Linked DNA regions of Mus musculus: all the other regions are linked to region 3. The links are chromatin contacts, called in public HiChIP or PLAC-seq maps. All regions are on one chromosome and are shown on one strand. Each heading gives the region's core, a stretch centred on a gene start, on an enhancer-like site or on the middle of the called end of the contact. The rest is flanking DNA. Distances are from core to core; before and after follow the strand shown.

Evidence for each region. HiChIP or PLAC-seq counts read pairs in DNA pulled down with a chosen protein or histone mark.
Region 1: a FOXA1 HiChIP or PLAC-seq map of pancreatic cancer cells shows a contact between it and region 3. The contact joins two enhancer-like sites. A contact is called at or near these places in 15 of 484 Hi-C or Micro-C datasets (B cells, CD8 T cells, the G1E-ER4 cell line and 12 more), 1 of 115 datasets of contacts at active chromatin or transcription factors (pancreatic cancer cells) and 2 of 9 other capture datasets (adipose tissue and pancreatic islet).
Region 2: a FOXA1 HiChIP or PLAC-seq map of pancreatic cancer cells shows a contact between it and region 3. The contact joins two enhancer-like sites. A contact is called at or near these places in 2 of 115 datasets of contacts at active chromatin or transcription factors (embryonic stem cells and pancreatic cancer cells) and 1 of 9 other capture datasets (adipose tissue).

What each region holds. Positions count from the first base shown.
Region 1 is chr1:43,464,403-43,467,717 of GRCm38.p6, reverse strand. The region is part of intron 1 of Nck2 (non-catalytic region of tyrosine kinase adaptor protein 2); the gene reads right to left. Among named protein-coding and RNA genes, the nearest start is that of Nck2, 20 kb to the right of the region's middle. Within about 2 kb of position 1,612, at least 84 of the 459 cell types and tissues checked have an H3K27ac peak or open chromatin away from gene starts, as enhancers often do. A contact at or near this core is called in pancreatic cancer cells, where this site is marked.
Region 2 is chr1:43,166,802-43,170,221 of GRCm38.p6, reverse strand. It overlaps a transcript of Fhl2 not described here. Among named protein-coding and RNA genes, the nearest start is that of Fhl2, 4.6 kb to the right of the region's middle. Within about 2 kb of position 1,406, at least 111 of the 459 cell types and tissues checked have an H3K27ac peak or open chromatin away from gene starts, as enhancers often do. A contact at or near this core is called in pancreatic cancer cells, where this site is marked.
Region 3 is chr1:43,303,915-43,307,355 of GRCm38.p6, reverse strand. The region is part of intron 1 of LOC115487086 (a long non-coding RNA gene); the gene reads left to right. Among named protein-coding and RNA genes, the nearest start is that of Gm29040, 45 kb to the right of the region's middle. Within about 2 kb of position 1,470, at least 47 of the 459 cell types and tissues checked have an H3K27ac peak or open chromatin away from gene starts, as enhancers often do. A contact at or near this core is called in pancreatic cancer cells, where this site is marked.

The DNA.
Region 1 (3,315 bases), core at 363-2,862, 160 kb before region 3:
TACCACGACTATGCTACCACGAAAGCGGCCACAAGCAGCATGCAACTGACCAATCCCAGCTGTCTTCTTTTTCTCTTTTTTGATTTTGTGTATTTCTTTCTTTGCGACAGGGACTCATAGCCAGGCTGGCCTTGAATCCCTGATCCTCCTGCCTCCATCTTCCAAGTATTAGGGTTATGTACCACCATGCCTGGCCAGGGTGTGTTCTAATACGGCTGATCACACAAAAGGTAGCGGGACAGATTCAGTCCAGGGGCTATTTGCCAAGCACTGTTCTACACATTCAGAAAGAGATATTCCTAAATGTGTCTTATCAGCGCACCAAGCTAGAACATCTACAAAAATACCTTCCACAAAACAGCAGTTAAGCTATTGTGGAAACAAGGCTAAATGAAAAAAATAAAGTCCTACCGAGTTAACTCAATGTCAACTTCTAAGCTTTTATTGTCCATCACGAGCAGACTATGCTGGCAGTTGCCCTACAGTAACAACTGAATGGGAAGTTACATTAATACATTTCTCTACTTTTTAAATGGGGTTGCCTACAGTGGCTCAACAACAATAAATATGACACCACTAAAGTAAAAGGGATCTAATGAAAGGAACAGACAGGACTCCACAATCAAACACTCCAGGCTTCCTCTTTCTAGAGAGAGGAAGGTGAGCACGACCGTTCAGCATTGGTAGGTGAGAGTGGACTTCACCCACACAGAATCCCTGCAATGGCAAAGCGCACAGAGGGAATAAAACCCCCGCAGGCCCTCTAAACACAGACACAAGGTTTGTGGATGGAATTATGCTCAGTCAGCACCAGAAGCAGCAGCCCCTGGTTCCGTGTGCTGCTGAGCACCATCCACCTCACACAGCGACCTATGTGCACCTATGTGCAACCCACATGGAAGGAGTTAAAGGACAGCAGGCTTCTGAGACCAACACTTCCCTCCACTCCTGAGTCTGACCAACAGTATGCATCCAAAAACAGAAACAAAAAACCCCTGAAAACAAAGGCACTAGTCTATCATTATACTAACTTGTAGACATTAAAACTAGTAATAAATCTAACAGACCTCATTACAGAAGGCAACAGAATGCAGGGCCTGAAACCTATGAGGGAGCAGAGGCAGGGTGTGTGGATGCAAGCACAGTCTGCAGAAGCCCATCCCTGGGTTCCTAGCACAGGCCACAGTGTAGATGGGCTCTGGGAAGGGAAAAGAGCCCTCAGAGAGCAAGGTATCTATGGCAGGTTAAAACAGACCAAGTTCTCCTACTCCTTCCAGTGCCTCCAGGACCACGCCCTCAGCACACACAGTTCCCAGCTGGAAGGCCTGCACACCTTCTGTGCCCCTCAAGCTGCGAGTGCTGCGGCATTTCACACCCACTGGTTCAAACTGGCCCTCACCTCCAACATCTCCTCTTCACCCTTTTGCTAAAAAAAAAAAAAAAAAAGGTACCCCGTAAAGTAATTTTCTGCACTCTTGAAAAAATTAGGGGAAACACCATAAAAACCTCACGGAGAACGAGAATAGTAATTTTGAAGAGTCATGCTTGGTAGCAAATGCTGACCAAGAAGTAATAAAAATAGGCCACTCTGGTATCCTGTATTAGTCACCTGACACTGCGTAATAAACAGTACACGTGTAGCAGCTGAAAATACACAGCCTACTACTAAGCTCTGTGAGTCTGGAGTCTGGGCCTGCCACATCCAATACACATGCCTACAAAGACACCCAGTCAAAACATGTCTTCTTCTAAAACGTACAATCTAAATAGTACCTCTGGTAGGCTATCTGCCTGTTTCAGGCATGACAAGCTGACGGAAAATACAATAATGTGCCACATAATGAAATTTCAGTCACTGACAAATCACGTAAGTTACAGTGGTTCTTAGGGGACACTGGAACACAAACATCCTACAGACTGGTAATGTCACAGCCACCCTGGCACTGATGCTCATGGAACCGACTGTGCCACATATGTAAATGCATGTGCAATTGTATGCAGGACATTACACTTGATGATAAATGACTGCTCATAGCACACACACACATACACACACACACAAACTATAACCCCTCTGCTGTCTTAAATACTTGGAGCTTACTGTGTCTCCTGATTGCCTCATGTTCTCTTGTGCTTAATTTAATCTTGTACAGCTGTCATCATGACTACAAACAAGAGAATGAACACACACATACATACATACATCCAGACCTTCCAGGTGTGTAACATGGCTGTCTGGTATTCCTGTACCATTTAGGTTTGTGACATGAATCACATGACAGATTTCTCAAGCACACCCCCACCATTAGATGATGTTTGTGTGTAGCAAATGGGTTACTAAACAAAGGAATACCCAGGCCTCTCTTTCATCTGGCCACTGACTAAAAGCATAATAATCCAACTCTACCATTTACCCTGTGCCCCAAATATGGCTCCAATGAACAACCTACCAAGAGCAACAGTCACTCTTAAAAGGACATGCCAAGGCTAAGAGTGTTTCATCTGTTGTCAGGAAGTCCCTTCAAAGGGAGAGATGTATGTGTTGAGAAGATTGTACAGTTATACACAGTGGCCACAAAAACAGAGGCTGCAAACATGAAGCTGAGAACAGGAAGTCTGCAAGATGGGGAGGAGTCTTCTTCACAACTGTCTTAAGGAGTCTGTTCTGCTCATTTTAGCAAGACATGAATTTATAAAATTAGAACAATAAAGAGATACACTCAATAAAGAAGAATAAAGTTACTGTGTCATCCTTACTATTCAAAGGCATCCATACCACAGAAAGAAAATAAATAAAAAGTGCCAAAAAACTGTGTCTCAGAAATCAAGGTCTCGGGCTAGGGGTGTGGTTCAGTGGTAGAGCTCTTGCCTAGCATACCTGGGGCCCTCATAAATAAATCTCTAAGTAAGCAAGTAAGAAAGGAGGAAAGGAGGAAAAGAAAGGGGATGGATCTGGGTCTCAATAAAATACTTGGAGCTCTGTTTGCACCTACAGATCTTTTTGCCTGGCAAAGCCGCCAGCTTCTCTTTAGACAACCAGAACTGGTTTCCTTCCCAGACAGACAGGATTGGCTATCAGATTCTGAGGCAGCTTCACAGTGCTTTGGGCTTGAACCCTGAAGCAGCAGCCCTGGGAGGGCAGCCACAGCTAAGGGAGCTCGTCCACTCAAACTGCATGGCTAAAATAATTATGGATGTCTACCACACACCGCCCATTAATCTGGAGAATGAACATGCAACACACCTAGGAATCGTGACTGTGGCCAATGCCAAGCCAAGCACCATGGCAGAGGCGTGCAAATAGAGCACACCCAC
Region 2 (3,420 bases), core at 157-2,656, 140 kb after region 3:
ACAACTAAGCCTTGGTTCCCAGAGGAGGGCTAAGGGTGTCCTTGAAGGTGATCAGGGGATCCCAGACCCTGACTCTCTTGATTCTTGGCTCTGAGATAAACAGTTCTATCACACCATGCTGAGATAAAGTCCCAGCACAGGCCCACGAAATGACACTAACCAAGAACACTCACAACTGTGAGCCAGACTGATTTTCTCTGTAGTGACAGAAAGTTACCATGGCTCCATAGTTTTCCATCAGTCCTGAGTTCAGCCACTCCCTCCTCTAGCCAGGCTGTCCCAGAGCCCTTCTTGGACAGACTATTAAGATTGTCTACCAGAGAGAAGGAGAGAGAGTGAGATCTCAAAGTTGCAAGGCTGACTCATAAAATTACTCCATACAAGAGAAATGGGTTTAGTGTGGCTTAAGTAAACATCCCAGGAGAAGGAATTGTCCCCTTTCAGGAATATAGGGATAAATGGTCACAGGCCATGTGTGTAAGCGTTTTGAGGTGTCTTGACCAGGGCAAGAGAGAGTAAGACAGCCAAAGAAGGCAAGCTGAAGGGTGAATAAGTCTGTCCAGAAAAGGCCTGAGAGCAGAGAACAGAGAGGTCTCAAACATGCAGTGAGCGCATGTTTTCAGGATCTGTACCAGGAAAGCTCTCATGAGTCCAACATTCGCTGACAGGACGGAACTTCGATGCCAGAGGTTTTTGGTTTTTTTTTTTTTTCTTTCTTTTTTTTCCCCCCCCTTTTGGTGGTTCAGCCAACCAGAGTCTTTCTCAGTGTCCTGTCAAAGCCACAGTGGAAACTTGCATCCAGTGTTCCAAGCAAGCTTTAACCACCCATGGAAAACTAAGAATCATAGAGTCGTTTGTGGGTTTGGCTGGGAGTCAGGCGTGTTTTGAGGCTTCAAACACTGACTATTTGCATCCACTAACCACGTTTGTGAAAAAGAGAGAGAAAATAAATGGGACATGGAAACTGCTTCTCAGAGAGCCCAGCATCTCCCTCCCTAGCAGAGCCTGAAAGGCTGCAGAAGGGGAGGTGGTGGCCCTTGGTTTAGTGCTAAGCTTATCTTGGTAATCTCGGGCAAATGAACAGAGTATGGGTTCTAGGAGTAGAAGATGGGAACTCCTCCCTTTTGTTGGAGGAAGCCTTAGGCAGCCCTTGTTTGCATAAGCTCTGAGAAGACTGCTGCGGTGGCCCTGTCAACTGTCTGGTTTTCGGTGCTTTTTAGAAAGCATGTTGAACCTGCTGAGCCACCACACCAGGACATGGGTCTGTGTCTTCCAGATGCATGTGGACACCTGCCTCCTCCCGATCCTCAGGTGGAGAGGGCATGGGTTTTGATCACTCCTGTTGCTTCTCCTGGCTTTCTGATCCGAGACACTTACTCACCTCCCAACCATGTGAGGCAATTGGGAGGTGAGCTCTGAATCAGGGCTGAGTCATGCAGGCAGCTTCCTGCCCAGGGTTGAGTGGGGATGTCTACGTGGGAGGAATCTCTCTCCTCCAAGGGACAAAGGTGCTCTCAAAGCTTTCCAGTGCTGACGGTCAGTCGGTGACACCCATATAGGGATGTCTGTCTCCTGGACCTCGTTCATGTGTTTGCTTTCTTCCTGATGGCGATGATGTCCTCCAGGTCCCCATGAAGTGACCGCCATCAGAAGGCAACCCCAGTCTATTCCTCACAGGTGAGGTTGCAGCCAGCCTCTCTCACTAGCTGGCTTGCCACCAGGTAATAGTACTCGCCTGCCTCAGATACTCCGTCTTCATGCTGGTGCAGGCCAATCCAAAGTCACCGTTTGATTCACTCTGATCCACAGCCTGAACCTTTTGATTTAGTGATGTTTCCGTCTGTATTTCCTCCCATGGCCAGAGGATGTGATACATGAGGCTGGGGTTTAGAGTTCCTAACACTTCTGTGTCTGCTCTTCCTCCCCCTCCTCCCCTCTTCCTGAAATGGAAAACACGAGGTGGGGTTCCAATACCCTGCCCGCAGGCCTTTGAGATTCCAAGGAGTTGTTTCATTCATAGCCCTTCTGGGATCACCTGGAGAGCTGCTTTCCCAAGGATTTGCCCTCTCACATGGTTCCTGAGCATCCTGGGACGTGCAGCTAAGAGCTCATTCCCTCCAGCTTCCGCAGCTGTGTGGCCCTGGGGCCCAGGGAGTGGATGGCTGGTAACAGAATTACAGGCCCACTGTAATAAACAAGAGAACTCGGTAACCTTTCACTCGCCTTTGTTGTGGCTTGGGGAATTAGACTCTGTCCTGATTTCTTTTCCTTTGACAAACTACCCTGTTATCTACAGCAGCATTTTTTCAACCAGAAGAGAAATTTCCATTTTTAGAACAGGAGCTAAGTCTTAATCTCCTCCCCGATGAGAATGCAGCATGCAGGCTTCTTATTCTTGGATTTACCACCCCTTCACTCTTAAAAAAGAGCTACTGTTTACTAATGACCCGCTCTGTGCTAAACGTGGCACTGTTTGGTCCTAACTGGTTTATATGCAAGACAGCGAAGGACTACAGACCTCCACAGTAATTCCTTAAACTAGATCTTAGTTAGATCATGTTGCAAAGGAGTAAATTGAAGACTAGGAAGCCTCAGGACTTACCTGAGGGCAGAGATCTCATCATAGGTAGGGCGCTCAGGTACAGGACTGAATTCGGGGCTCTATACTTCCCTAGTAGAATTTATATTTTCCAGAATGTTTCATCCAGTGTGATACAAAACCGTCAATTCAGAATGATTGAAGAACTCATTGTAAAAAGGTGGGTGGTTGCAAGTTATCTTTCAGTAACCGGTCTGTTCATGCATCCAGATTGTCTCCTAATTTTCATTTTTAAATAGTTTATTCTTTGAGTTGTTAATATGTGTAGATGATATTAAACCTAGCAATTGTCTAAACTTCGTTTCCCCGACAACCCTCCTCTGACTCTGTAATTCTAAGTGATTAGTTTCTTATTTTTTTCAATGAACATGTGTTACTTTCAGTTTTCAAACATTTAAAAATTGTTAATAAATAACACATTTGGATTCCTTGAATGTCACAGAAGACAAAAGTATATGCAAAAAAAAAAAAAAAATAGTCTCCTTCCCCTGCAGTCTCCCAACCCGACAGCTAACTAGGCCCAGTCACAAACAAGACTGACTGTATTGCAGCTCCTCTTCTTGATCACAAAAGCAAATGAATGATTACAACCTAGGAAAATGGTCTCCACTTTTATTTTTCTTGGTTGCTGTTGTTTTGGAGATCATGCTAAATCAGTAAATATACTTACCACATTTTCAACAGCTACACTCATAAACACTTTGAAAGTGTACCAAGCTGTGTTTAACAAGTCTCCTATTGGGGGACACTTGATCTCATCCAGTATTTTGCTGTTACAAACAGCTCTGCAATGACTATTCTCGAGTGCATTATCATTTTAC
Region 3 (3,441 bases), core at 221-2,720:
CTGTAGTCTGACCAGAGAGCTGAACATAGCTTAAGTGACACTTCCCAGTACTGACAACCATAGCTGTGTCCTGTGACTGGCATTTCTTGCCTCATGATAAGCACCTTTCTGAGAGATGAGTGCATTCAACCAAATGTGCGTGCATTGACTAGGCAAAGGAATGCCTGGTATTACCGTTTTTTAAGTAGACAGAAACATGTGCATTGTATAAAGGGGATTAACCCCCATCAAAGTGTCCTCTGCCTTAGATGAAAGACAATACTAATTTGTTTCCTAATTGGATTTCTGCTAGAAATTCCTTTGAGTGTCCCAACCTTAGCTGTTTAGGGTAGCCCACTTGAGGCAGAACCCAGACTTTAGCATTTGTTTGAAAACTGCCATACTGATTCTGCCTCTCCTTTACCTAACCTCAAAGCTACGCGATTGCCTATTTCTGCATGGTCTTAAGCAGGAGCCTTCAAGTGATTCCATGGCTTCCAATATCAGAACCGGTCAGAATATCACCTCTCACCTAACTGTTTCTAGTAAATACCTTATTCCTCTAGAAATTGCGTTCTCCTGGGAATAAGCTGTATTCTAGCCATTCTTTATGGCAGCCACATTCCAGGACACTATTTGGCTGATGGCACCCTGAATACTGTTTTGAAAGTCGACCTTCCGGGGCTTAGAGGGGAATTTTCCCCAAAGCTTCTTGCCTCGAGTTCTAACTAGGTCACATTCACTGCAGGCAGGGGTGTTGTTCCCATGGGGATGTTGTAAGATAAGCTTGGATTTCCACCTGTGCTTTGAGATGGATGAGGAGAGGCTCTCTAAAATTTCAGGGTAATATGAGGCTTCCTCGGAAACAGGTGCAGTACACTTAGTCCACAGGAAAAAAAATGTGAGAGCCTATGATTGGCCATTCTGTGTTTCGTGAAGGGATCAGTAACCTACTTTTGCTCAGGTCTTGGAATGAAGTGTGTGTGTGTGTGTGTGTGTGTGTGTGTGTGTGTGTGAGAGAGAGAGAGAGAGAGAGAGAGAGAGAGAGAGAGAGAGAGAGAGAGAGAGAGAGAAGAGAGAAAGAAACAGAGAGAGCCAGAGCCAGAGAGAGTCAGAGAAAGGTGAGAACAAAGCCTCATTGTGAGGGAAAGCATTACCTCAGAGCTCAGAGGGAAACGAGACCACACCTGGAGCACTTTGCCCTCCTTCAGGAAGCAGCATTACAAAATGACAACTGGAAAGACGCCAGGAGACCTGAAACGTCCAGAAATGCAGAAAACGAGGAGAACATGACTGCCTTTCTTCTGTTAATCAGTGACTGCTGAGAGAGCAAAACCCTCCAGGTTCCCACATTGCCGAGAACTCAAAGGCAAGAGAGATCCCAATCTTGGGGTGGAACTCTTTCTAGTATTCAGTGGTAGGGTAACACACCGCTGCACCTTGTTTCTTTACACACCTCTTTATTGCAGTGGCTTTAGTGAACGTTGCAGACAGTGCATCTTTTACCAGTTGAGGGTTTGAGGAAACCCTGCAGGAGCAAACCTGACTCATTATTTTACACGTGCTACTCTGTCCCATAATGGCCTCTTGTCATGTCTTCTCTACACTCAGTAGGCTGTAGGTGATGGAAATATTACTTCTATTTCCTGGCATTGCTAGAACTGAATTCTGCCCCTAGCCCCTTGCAAATATAACTTTTCCATACACCAGGAAACTAACAGTATCCTGAGACTTCACTGCCATGTTTGTGTCTTGGTCTGCACCCAAGTTGGCACCAGCTTAATGGTGGGCCTGTGTAGGCAGCTCGAAATTTTCCAGCCACTGTGTGTGCTGAGGTGGAGCTCAGTGTTGCTTCATCAGAAATATTGATTAATTTCCAGGGCTCCTGCTGTGTAAACATGGCATCACCAAGCTAGATAAACAGGCTGTAAGCAAGAAAGTACTCCTTCTCCTTCTATCAACAAAAACCTTTAATTGAAAAACAAAGCAAACAGGGCTAGAGAGATGGCTCAGCAGTTAAGAGCACTTGCTGTTCTTGTAGACGATCTGGGCCAAGCTCCCAGCTTCAAGTGACACAGCCACCTATGACTGTAGATCCAGGGAGCTAACCTCTTCTTGTCTCTACACACACACACACACAGACACACACACAGAGAGAGAGAGAGAGAGAGAGAGAGAGAGAGAGAGAGAGAGAGAGAGAGAGAGAGAGAGTGAGAGAGAGAGAAACACAAAGCAGACCTAATACAGAGTGGGTGTCCTGCTCAGTCACTTGGAGATAGAACAAAGATGATGAAGAGAAGTTGGCCTCCTGAGTTCTTTTTTCTTTTTCTGAAATTCAGAAACAGTTACAAACAGGATCTTGGACTTAGGGCCAGCAAAGGATGCCCGTGTGAAATACACTAATCTATGTATTGAGGGGAAATAAAAGGGTAATGTGTCAATGAAATGGTGTTCCCTGAACTAGGCTGAGCCCTGTGGTTCTGTTAGCGTTTCCAGGGCTGCTGTGACAAATTACCATCAAGTAGTAATTATGGTTTCAATGTGAGATCTCCCACATAGGCTCGGGTGTTTGAATATTTGGTCTCCAGCTGGTGGCACTGTTTTGGGAGGCTGTGGAGCCTTCCATTCTGTAGCCTAGGCAGCAGAATTGAGTCATTGACAGTGAGCTTTGTGTTGATATCTGATTCCAGTTTTAGCCCCAGATCTTGCTTCTGATCTGCCAAGGAGGGAGCAAGCTGTACTACAAGCCCCCACTGCCATGGACAGGCCCTGCTCTTGCCACTAGGCTCTCCCACCATTAGAGCCTTGATGTCACTTGAAACCATGAGCTGGAATAACAAACTTAGCCTGCTGAAGCCACTGCTGCCTGGAATTTTGTCACAACCTTGAGAAAAGTAATAAACACAGTGGCTTAAGATAACACAAATGTGCCTGTGTGTCTGTGGGTTAGAAGTTCCACAGAGGTATCATGGGGCTAAAGCCAAGGTCCAGGTAAAAGTGTGTCCCTTTCAGAGGAGAGAGAAGAATCTGTTGTCTATTTTTCCTGGGGACTGCCCATGGTCCTTGGCTTATGGATCTTCCTCCTCTTCAAAACCAGCAATGTTGGGTAGTATCCTGACATTGTCTCACTCTGACTCACTCCCAGTTTCCCTTTTCTACTCCCCCCCCCCCCCGAGACAGGGTTTCTCTGTGTAGCCTTGGCTGTCCTGGAACTCACTTTGTAGACCAGGCTGGCCGCAAACTCAGAATTCCACTGACTCTGCCTCCCAAGTGCTGGGATTAAAGGTGTGCACCACCACTGCCCGGCTTCCGTCTTCTAACTTTTAAGGACCTTGTGATGGCAAGCGAGGTAATCCCTCATAATCCTCTCATTTGAAGACCTATTGATTAGCAGCTGTCATGGCGTTTTGTCAGGTATTCTATTGCAGGTCCCTTGAAAATGAGTTGGCCTTCAAACCCCCA